2 separate regions of the Mus musculus genome follow, and region 2 is linked to region 1. The links are chromatin contacts, called in public Hi-C maps. All regions are on one chromosome and are shown on one strand. Each heading gives the region's core, a stretch centred on a gene start, on an enhancer-like site or on the middle of the called end of the contact. The rest is flanking DNA. Distances are from core to core; before and after follow the strand shown.

Evidence for each region. Hi-C and Micro-C count contacts between places; a contact is called where the count stands out from the background.
Region 2: a Hi-C map of liver shows a contact between it and region 1, with 4 times the contacts expected there. The contact joins two enhancer-like sites. A contact is called at or near these places in 1 of 39 promoter capture datasets (macrophages) and 3 of 484 Hi-C or Micro-C datasets (all in liver).

The regions. Positions count from the first base shown.
Region 1 is chr6:35,296,201-35,300,437 of GRCm38.p6, forward strand. All of the region lies in intron 2 of Slc13a4 (solute carrier family 13 (sodium/sulfate symporters), member 4), which reads right to left. Among named protein-coding and RNA genes, the nearest start is that of Slc13a4, 9.8 kb to the right of the region's middle. Within about 2 kb of position 1,576, at least 35 of the 459 cell types and tissues checked have an H3K27ac peak or open chromatin away from gene starts, as enhancers often do. A contact at or near this core is called in liver, where this site is marked.
Region 2 is chr6:35,873,348-35,877,705 of GRCm38.p6, forward strand. No RefSeq gene overlaps it. Among named protein-coding and RNA genes, the nearest start is that of Gm23273, 100 kb to the right of the region's middle. Within about 2 kb of position 1,469, at least 2 of the 459 cell types and tissues checked have an H3K27ac peak or open chromatin away from gene starts, as enhancers often do. A contact at or near this core is called in liver, where this site is marked.

The sequences.
Region 1 (4,237 bases), core at 326-2,825:
AAGAAAAGGTACTGAGTCAGGTCTAGTGTCACACATCTGTAATACCAACTGAGGCAGGAGGATTAAAAGGTTGAGGGCCGCCTGGCCTACATAGTAAGATTCCCCAACCCCTTAACAAATAAATGAAGAATTACAGAAAGAAAAAAAGGAAAGGAAAGAAAAGGTACTGTTGTTTATAAAAATATTTGGGGTGTGTGTGTGTGTGCAGTGCTGGAGAGATGGTTCAATGGTAAAGAACATTTGCTGCCTTTCCGGAGAACCTGGGTTTAGTTTCTAGCACCTACATCAGGTGGCTCACATCTGCCCATAACTCCAGCTCCAAGGGATCTAAGAAATCTCTGGCTTCTAGGACACCTGCATGCACACAGACTCACCAGCCATACACACATACACATCAATAAAAAATTAAAAAAATTAAAAAATGTAAAACTCTCCCTTAGCAGGAAGACCCAGATGGATATCCAGAGGACCTCAAAGCTGGCCAAGCTTCTGTATGGCTGGAGATCTTGACCTTATCTTCCAGTTTCTGATCTGGGACTGTGTGAAGTGCTCCAAGTAGGGAGGCTGAAGCAAGGGCTGGGCTCTGAGGCCAGATAGGAAGTTTGGTCTGGTGTTGGCTCAGAGAAAGTTGTTTGTTCCACAGAAACATGAAGTTAGCCTCAAAGGCTACAGGGTCTACACAGCTTTCCATCAAGTCTGGCTATGAAGTTCAGCTGAGGCTGAGTTTATGACAGATGGCCCACCTCATCTGCAGCCCGCATCCCCTGATCTGCAGCCCGCATCCCTGAAGGACCTGCATGCAGGAAAAAGGTCAGCCTCCATGTGGAACAGAGGCCTTTCTAGCCTTGAAAGTGGGGTGGGGAATGCCTCCAGGGTTGAGCAAACAAATAGCCAGGGTTTGTACAATAGGCAGGCATCCAGAGGGTCAGAAAGACTGGGAGCCAGCAGGGAAGCAGATTGATGACATCAGACTCCAGCGGGACATGGCTGCTATCCCAGAGGGGGTCACCTCCCTTTTCTCTTGCCCTGGCAGGACCTTGAATCCTTGCCCAGTGAGGCTTGCCCAGCGGCATGCAGTGCAGGGATGCTGGTACACTGATGGGAGAGGATGGTGGCAGAGGGGGGTTGTGCACAGTCAGAACATGTGAATACTATCTATCAGAAGTAATTTCTGTGCCTGGACTTCCCAGTAGTAAGAGTGAGAAGGCTTTTAAAAGACAAATCTGAGGTCAGTAAGAATCACGGTGGAGTCCAAACAAACAAAATGAAACACAAACACCGACTAAAACTCAGGTTGGAGTCCTGCACACCAGCAGAGGGAGGTATTACTGGGTGCTCATGGGAAGATTGTAGGAGGTATGGGGGGAATGTTTGGAGTGTTACCCTGTAATCTCAGCTCTCTGGCAGCAGAGACAGGATGACCATTGAGGCCAGCTTAGGCTACTAGACACAACAACCTAGTCAAAAATTAAATGGCAGAATCCTAAAGTCAAGGAGGCTTTAGTGTCTGATCATCTGCCAAGGCACGAAGTCCATCTCTAGCCTAGTGTCCCTGGTGTGGTCATTTGGCTCGAACCTCCTGGAACAGGAATATGAGGACTGTGCCCAGCGGCCAGTTTCTGAGTTTCCCTTACACTCAGTCCTTATGGTGGCGAGCTCCTTCTAGCCCTGTCATTGGTTCTTTTGGATTGAGCCCGCCATACTAGGCCCAGGCGCCAGAAACCATGTCTCCCTCAATCGTTTCTTCATTTCTCATCTTCCCAGGGCCCAGATCTTTGATGTTCTGGCCAACTCCCCTCTGGAAGAGCTCCCTGTGCAGACTGAGGTGCTGAGCCCATCACTGATTAACTAAATGGAAGCTTTTGGTACAGATGGCCCAGGGACCAAGAGTTCAGGTTTTAGAATCACACACCCCTAGATACAAGACCTGGTTCTATTGCTTACTAGCTGGGAAACCTTGGGTAAGTTACTTAACCTTTCTGAGCTGCAGTTTGCTCCTCTATAAAACAAGGGTAGAAAACTGTGGCTCCTTTTAGAAGATTAAATAACACAGTGCTGGGAGATGATACTCCATGGAACCTGGCATAAAGCGAACAGGTCAGGGAAGAAGCCCTTTTCTCCAGCTCTGTGGCCTGAACCTCTCCTCTTAGTCTCTGCTCCTGGGCAGGGATTTAGGCCACCAGCTCCCCTGGTCCTCTGGTCACTGGGCTCACAGCACTCACACCCAGTGTTTCCCCTGGGATTCCCGCAGCAGAAGTCAGTCATGGAAAGTTTCAGCAGCGTGGTGGAGGCAGTTCCTTATAACAAAGCCATCTCTTTCTGTGCCTGTATCTACAGCTATAGCTCTCCTAGCCTCTTATCGGACTGGTTCTGTTTTTTCTCCAGTGCTCTGGCTCCTATAAATAGCTTTACGCAGAGGAGAACTCAGGACGGCCAGAAATAAGACTTGAGTGGGCAGAAATGGCATATTTACTTCGATCACCCTCTGGTTACTGTACCATCCAGAATGGAAGATCTAGAACTCAGAATCCCAAGGGAATGATGTAAAGGACAAAAGCCATAGGCTCAGGTCCTGACTGACCCCATTCACAGGCTTTCATGGAGGCCATGCTCTTTCCAGCCCCAAGGAGCAACAGAAACTGAGGCCCGAGGCCCGAGGACACTGGGACACTACAAGTCCTAGAGAATGTACGTCTACAGAAGGCTACATCTGTTATATATCACTTTTAAAAAATGGTATATGCCATCAAGGTAGCTCAGAGGGAAGGGAACTACTCTTAGGGGAAGTCTTCAGAAACATTTTACTAGAGTGTAATTAGTCATAGGGTTTTAAAGGGAAAGGAATGGAGAGGCCAAGTCCCAGCAAGGGGAGGATTAGGAGCGGGACCTGGGTTAGGAACAGCATGTGTAGCTGGACGACTAGGAGGCTCCTGGGGAGAAATACCTTGCTTTTCCCCGTGAGCCATGATGCTGGTGTCAGGGCATACCGAGAGAGGGCGGAATGGGTGTTTCGGCTGCAGCTAGCTGGCCCACAACGCTGTCACCTAAGTCCTCTATCCTGTTGGTATTTTCCTTTAATCCAAGGTCAGCTGAACAGACTATATTTGGACTGATCTATTCCTTATACCTCAATTACTAAACAGACCTGTCAAAACCACCTAACGACACGGGTGAATTAAGCTTTTCACCTCAAATGGTAAAGCGGGTCTTCTTAATCCCACCCTCCCAGAAATGGCAATATTTCTGAGCACACATGAAGGCTATTCCTTTCAGGTTGAAAAGCCCCCTCCCCAAACCATTGCCTCCAAGGAGTCTCCCCACTTGTTTGGCCTCTGTCTCTGCAAAGGGGTGGGTCTTGGATAGCCGTGGATACCTGTTGTCTAGCTTCCCCTTTCCCTCGCCCCATGAATTTCTAGCTCCACAATTTTAAAAGGAAACACGTAGAACAAGTTTGTACAGTTTTCCTGAGAAAAGTTGTCCTTAAGGTGGATGGTTCTTTTAGACACGAAATCCCTCTCTTCTCACCCACAAAGGAAGGAGTGTGTGTGTGTGTGTGTGTGTGTGTGTGTGTGTGTGTAGTGGTGGTGGTGGGTGTTGGAGAAACTGCCTCACAGACTGGGTTTTGTATGTGCCTCCTTTTTCTAGCCATGTTACATACATATCTGTAAGGACAAGAACCCGCTCACAGCTTCCCTAGGCTACGACTGCTCTTAGACCCCTCAGAGAAAAAGGAAAAAGAAATCTAAGGCAAACTAACAAAAGCTGGCCAGTCAACGTTATCCCATAGGAAAAGAAGCTGTTCTACTGGGATGGGCCTAGGACCCTTGCACCTGTGTAACAGTTGTGCAGCTGGGTCTTCATGCAGGGCTACTGCAGTGGGAGCAGGGCTGTCTCTGACTACATTGCCTGCTTTGGATCCCTGTCCCCTAACTGGGCTCCTAGTCTAGCCTCAGTAAGAGAAGATGAGCCTAGTGCAGCTTGGTATGTCAGGGCTCCTTTCCTGAGGAGAAGGGGAGAAAGGGTGGGTGGAGGGAAGGGAAGATTGGAGGGAGGGCCTGGGAGGAGAGGAGAGATGGGAAACTGAGACCAGAGTGTAAAGAAAGAAAGAAAGAAAGAAAGAAAGAAAGAAAGAAAGAAAGAATCAGCAGAATAAATGACTAATTGGAAAATAAAAAGGAATGTTCTGTTGCTCAAGGTTAAGGCAGCCCATAAGGCCAGCTTCATTCTTTCTCATAGC
Region 2 (4,358 bases), core at 219-2,718, 580 kb after region 1:
AGGCAGGACTGAGCTGCCATGTAGCTGCTAGGATTCGAACCGAGATCCTCTGGAAGAACAGTCAGTGCTCTTAACTACTAAGTCATGTTTCCAGTCCCTAAATCAATTCTTAGACAGTAGCATTTTTATTATAGTCTGAAATTACTTGTTTCCTCCAAGGAGATAGTTGCTTTATTAATGTGTTAGCTATTAAACTGAATTTGGCTTCATATTTACCATATATTTTACATTATTAACAATATCAGTTTTTAAAAACAGAGAGAGAAAAGGCATAGCTGTGGAAGCAGAACTCTATGCAAGTCTCTTCTAGTAGTGCTTGAGAGAGTCCTTCACTCCCAGTCCTAACCCTGGCCCTGATATGGCCAGCTACCAGAATCACCCAGTTAGAGAGATTTAAGAACTGCATGTTGCCATCCAGTCAACAACAGCGACAATGAGTGCCTTAAGTCACACATTCAGTGCCATCATAATGGAATGTCACTCTGTTACTCATCACAAACCAGTAATTGATGTTTCCTGTCATAGCTGACAGATCCATAAATCCAATTTTTCATGTTGCATAACTTGAAGAAAGCTTTTTTTTTGTCCTTGATGATAGAAATTAACTTTGAACTGCAAGCCTTCCCCCCTCATCCTCTCTTCAGGTGGGAAATCCTTTATTCACAACTTAAGGTGATTTTTCTTACCTTTTAGCTTAAAGAGTGAAGCCATTTAATGCTGCATGGCCAACAATGATTTGTTAAAGAGATTAAACTGCACTTCCTAGAAAGATTAGTTCTATTATAATTAAGGGACCATTGTATAGCATAGAGTATTTTTGCCCACAGTGCCCTAAAACATGTAGCTATGAGCAAACGTTGGGTCTACCTCCAGAGACTGAAACAAGGAAGTAGTCCCACCCAGGAAATGTCACTCTACATCTCTCATGTATTTGTGTACTTAGTTATACCCAAGAGGGTGGAAGACAAAGTATCTTTGCCTTTTTAAAAAGACAGTGATTCAGGAGCTATCAGGGAAAATAACACTGTAATAATATGGATATTGTTCAATGAATCAGTAGTGTTATAACTACCAAGAAAGGGTCACTATAAGAACAGGGGTACAACAAAATAAGGAGTCACATGCTTTTAAGGTTTTTTTTTTCCACTTAATTCTCTTCAAATGATTTTGGGGTAAACGTACTTAGTGGGTTGGAAGTTATTAACTTCCTATTCTTGCGATTGATGATGGCTCCCACAGCAGAGCTGTCTGTTAATATTACCTAAGTGACTAGCTTCATTTACAAGTACCCTCTGAGCCCAGAATCATAACTGTGCCTTACAGCCATTCATGGGCCAATAAACTACTTGGCATGAGTGATACTTTAATACAAAAAAATTAATTAGACTTGTGGTTACTCGTGTCTCTCTTCTGGAGCAAGGACGTTCTTTGCCCCAAGAGGACTTTTATTGATGTGATTCTTACACAAGACCTCTAAACAAATATAAAACCTCTGTTCAGAACTAACCTAATGATCATGGCCTTGAGGGCCCGGGTTCTCCTGCTAATTCTCCCATCAGCTCTTCACGTGATATTGTGCTTATCATTTATCTTCTTTGGGCTTCAACTTCATTATCCTTAATCCAGAAGAGCGAGAGTAGAAAGGTCAGTTTCCGTATAACTCAAATATTTGGAAACTGGGACAAATATGATATCTACATTCCTCAGAAGCTTGCAGACAAAACACATAGTTACCTGGATTTTATGGAAAACGTATGCTCTTTCTTTCCTTTCAGGAATCACTAATTGTCATGAAAAGTTGCCTGGGATGGAAGTTTTCTCCTCAATGAGAAAAATATACTTGAATGACTACTGGTCAAATGGGAATTGATTTGTCATCGAATGTAAAGCATGATTATTTTCTTATGCACAGGCAGGGTAAAATCTTGTGTTTTACAGGAAGTATGGCCATGAAAACATATAAGAAAATAGAGTTTAAATATATTTAATTCTCTTGGGCTTTTTTGCATGTGTGTTTTGCCTGCATGTTTGTGTATCCTGTGCATTATAGGTACAGGACCCAGAAGGGAGCATAAGGTCCCCCTGAATTGGAGTTATGGATGGAAGGTTGTGAACTACCAGGTGAGTGCTGGGAGCAGAACTTGGGTTCTCTGCAAGCAACACATGCTTTCAAGCCATCGTTCCATCCACCCTAGAACCCTCTTCATCATGAAAAGATGAAAGTTCCCCACCCTCCCGAATGACATCTTATTCTGCTGTCTGGAAGTAGCTGCTCCTATTTTTAATTTTCAGGCTCAGCTGTCTTCATTCCGTCTTTGTTCACACTGACTTCTTCACAGCATAGGATGCCATTATCTAACTTTAGGTTTTCAAAAGGATTGGAATCTGTCTTCTCTGACGGCTTTTCTGCTCTCCATACCCCATACCAGCTTGTCTGTTTCCAGCTTCCTTGCTTGAATACTCTGAAAACTTTAATATTACAACAGCTGAACAATAGCTGCACAGGGTTTTGCGGTTTTGCTTTGGCTTTTTTTTTTTTCTTTTCTTTTTTGGTAAGGAACTTCATTAGTCAAGAATGTCTCTGTTGCCTCTTATTGAGCATTTATCTTCTTGTCTCCTCTAAGACTAGCTCCACTTTTTCTTTCTCAAGTCACCAGGGACAGTCAGCTCAATATTGGAAAATATTTTATAGCTCTTTGTTGTGCTGCTATCCAGGCCTGAGTCCTGGTGACAGCATTCTTTTCCAAAAGTGGAACTCACACTTCTTCCTGTTCACTTCAAATCTCTCTTTCCTGTCCTCGTACATAGACTCTACACTTTGGTGTCAGACCTCTCAAACTACATTTCACATCTAGTGTACTTTATACCAGATTTCTCGGGCCAGTCTGTTTCCTGTTTCTTTGGCATTCTTATTACTGACTTTTTAATCCCTTGCTTCCTATTTTCTAATACATATATTTGTAGTAGGGACAAGTGATGTATGAAGCTCAACTCCACTCCATGCTAATCTTCTTATGGAAAATTCTATGTCACTCACAGCTGGCACTGCAAGTATCTGGTTAGTTTTTATAGTCCTACATAGTCTGCATTTGGGTGTTATATTTTTCTTTTTCTTTTCTTTTCTTTCTTTTTTTTTTTTAACAAGTTCCTTAACAGTATAGTTCTGTATGCCTGCTATTTTACCAGATTTTTCATCTGATAGAAAATATCTTAGGTTTGTAGTACTTGAAAATATACAGGTTTAAAGATATGTCAAGGAAAGTTGTAAAGATTTTTCTAAAGCAAAGCCATCTTAGCCAGACAGGCTTTGATTTTCCTTTCATCCTGCAGTTGTTGAGATCATTCATGCTTTGGGAAGCAAAGCCATAGATTCTGGAAGGAGGCCAGAGAGAGTCAGAGATTGGAGAGAGTTGTGGGTACCAATTAGAATTGAGATGAGGTTTGGGAGCCGCTTAACCTGCTTGTGTCAAGGTGTAATTGCACTTTGTCTTAAGTCGGGATGTAACCAGATAGTTTGTTGATTGTAGTTTAAAACCAGCTATTAAATTGTTTCAAATTTTGAACATTTTTAGAAGGAACTTTTGGCATTGTTTCTACTCTGACATTATCTGGAAGTAGAGAGTGAGAGGCATATGAGTTCAAAGTGCTAGGGCTGCATGCTCTGAAGACCTGAACATTACCACTGAGCATGGCACGGATTTACAGTAACTTGATCAGCTAGCCAGACGTCTACCAGACTCATTGATCTTTTGAAATCACCTGTTTTAGGGTCACTGATTTTGTCTGTTGTCTTCCCACTTTAATATCTTCTATTGCTGCCCTCATCCTTAAGTCTTCTCTCTTCTGACTTCTTAACAAGAAAACCTTTTTAAGAAGTGTAATGATTTCAGAGTTTTCTTTTTAACTTGCAGGTACATTTAATACTGCAGATGGTCTTTCCAGGGTATGCTAGCTTCTATATATTTTGATACACTATCATTTGAATTTAGATTTAAATATTCGTAAGGCCATGTTGAAGCCCAAACCCCAGTGTTATGTCGTGGAGATGGGGCATTTGGGAGGGTTATTATGTTTACATGCAGTTATGAGGCTGCATGGGGTTAATGTTCTTTTTAAGAAAACTGACTAGCACTGTTTCTTTTCTCTCTCTTCCTCCTCTCTCTTTCTCTCCCTAACCACATAAAAGTACAACAAGAACTGCCATTGCAGGCTAGCAACAAGCAATGTCCAGGAACTCAATCTGCTGGTGCCTTGATCTTAATCTTCCAGCACTGTGAATAATAGGTTTCGTTCATTTAAGCTGTCAAGTGAATAGTATTTTGTTACGGTAGGCTGAGAAAACTAGCATTTTTTTTTGA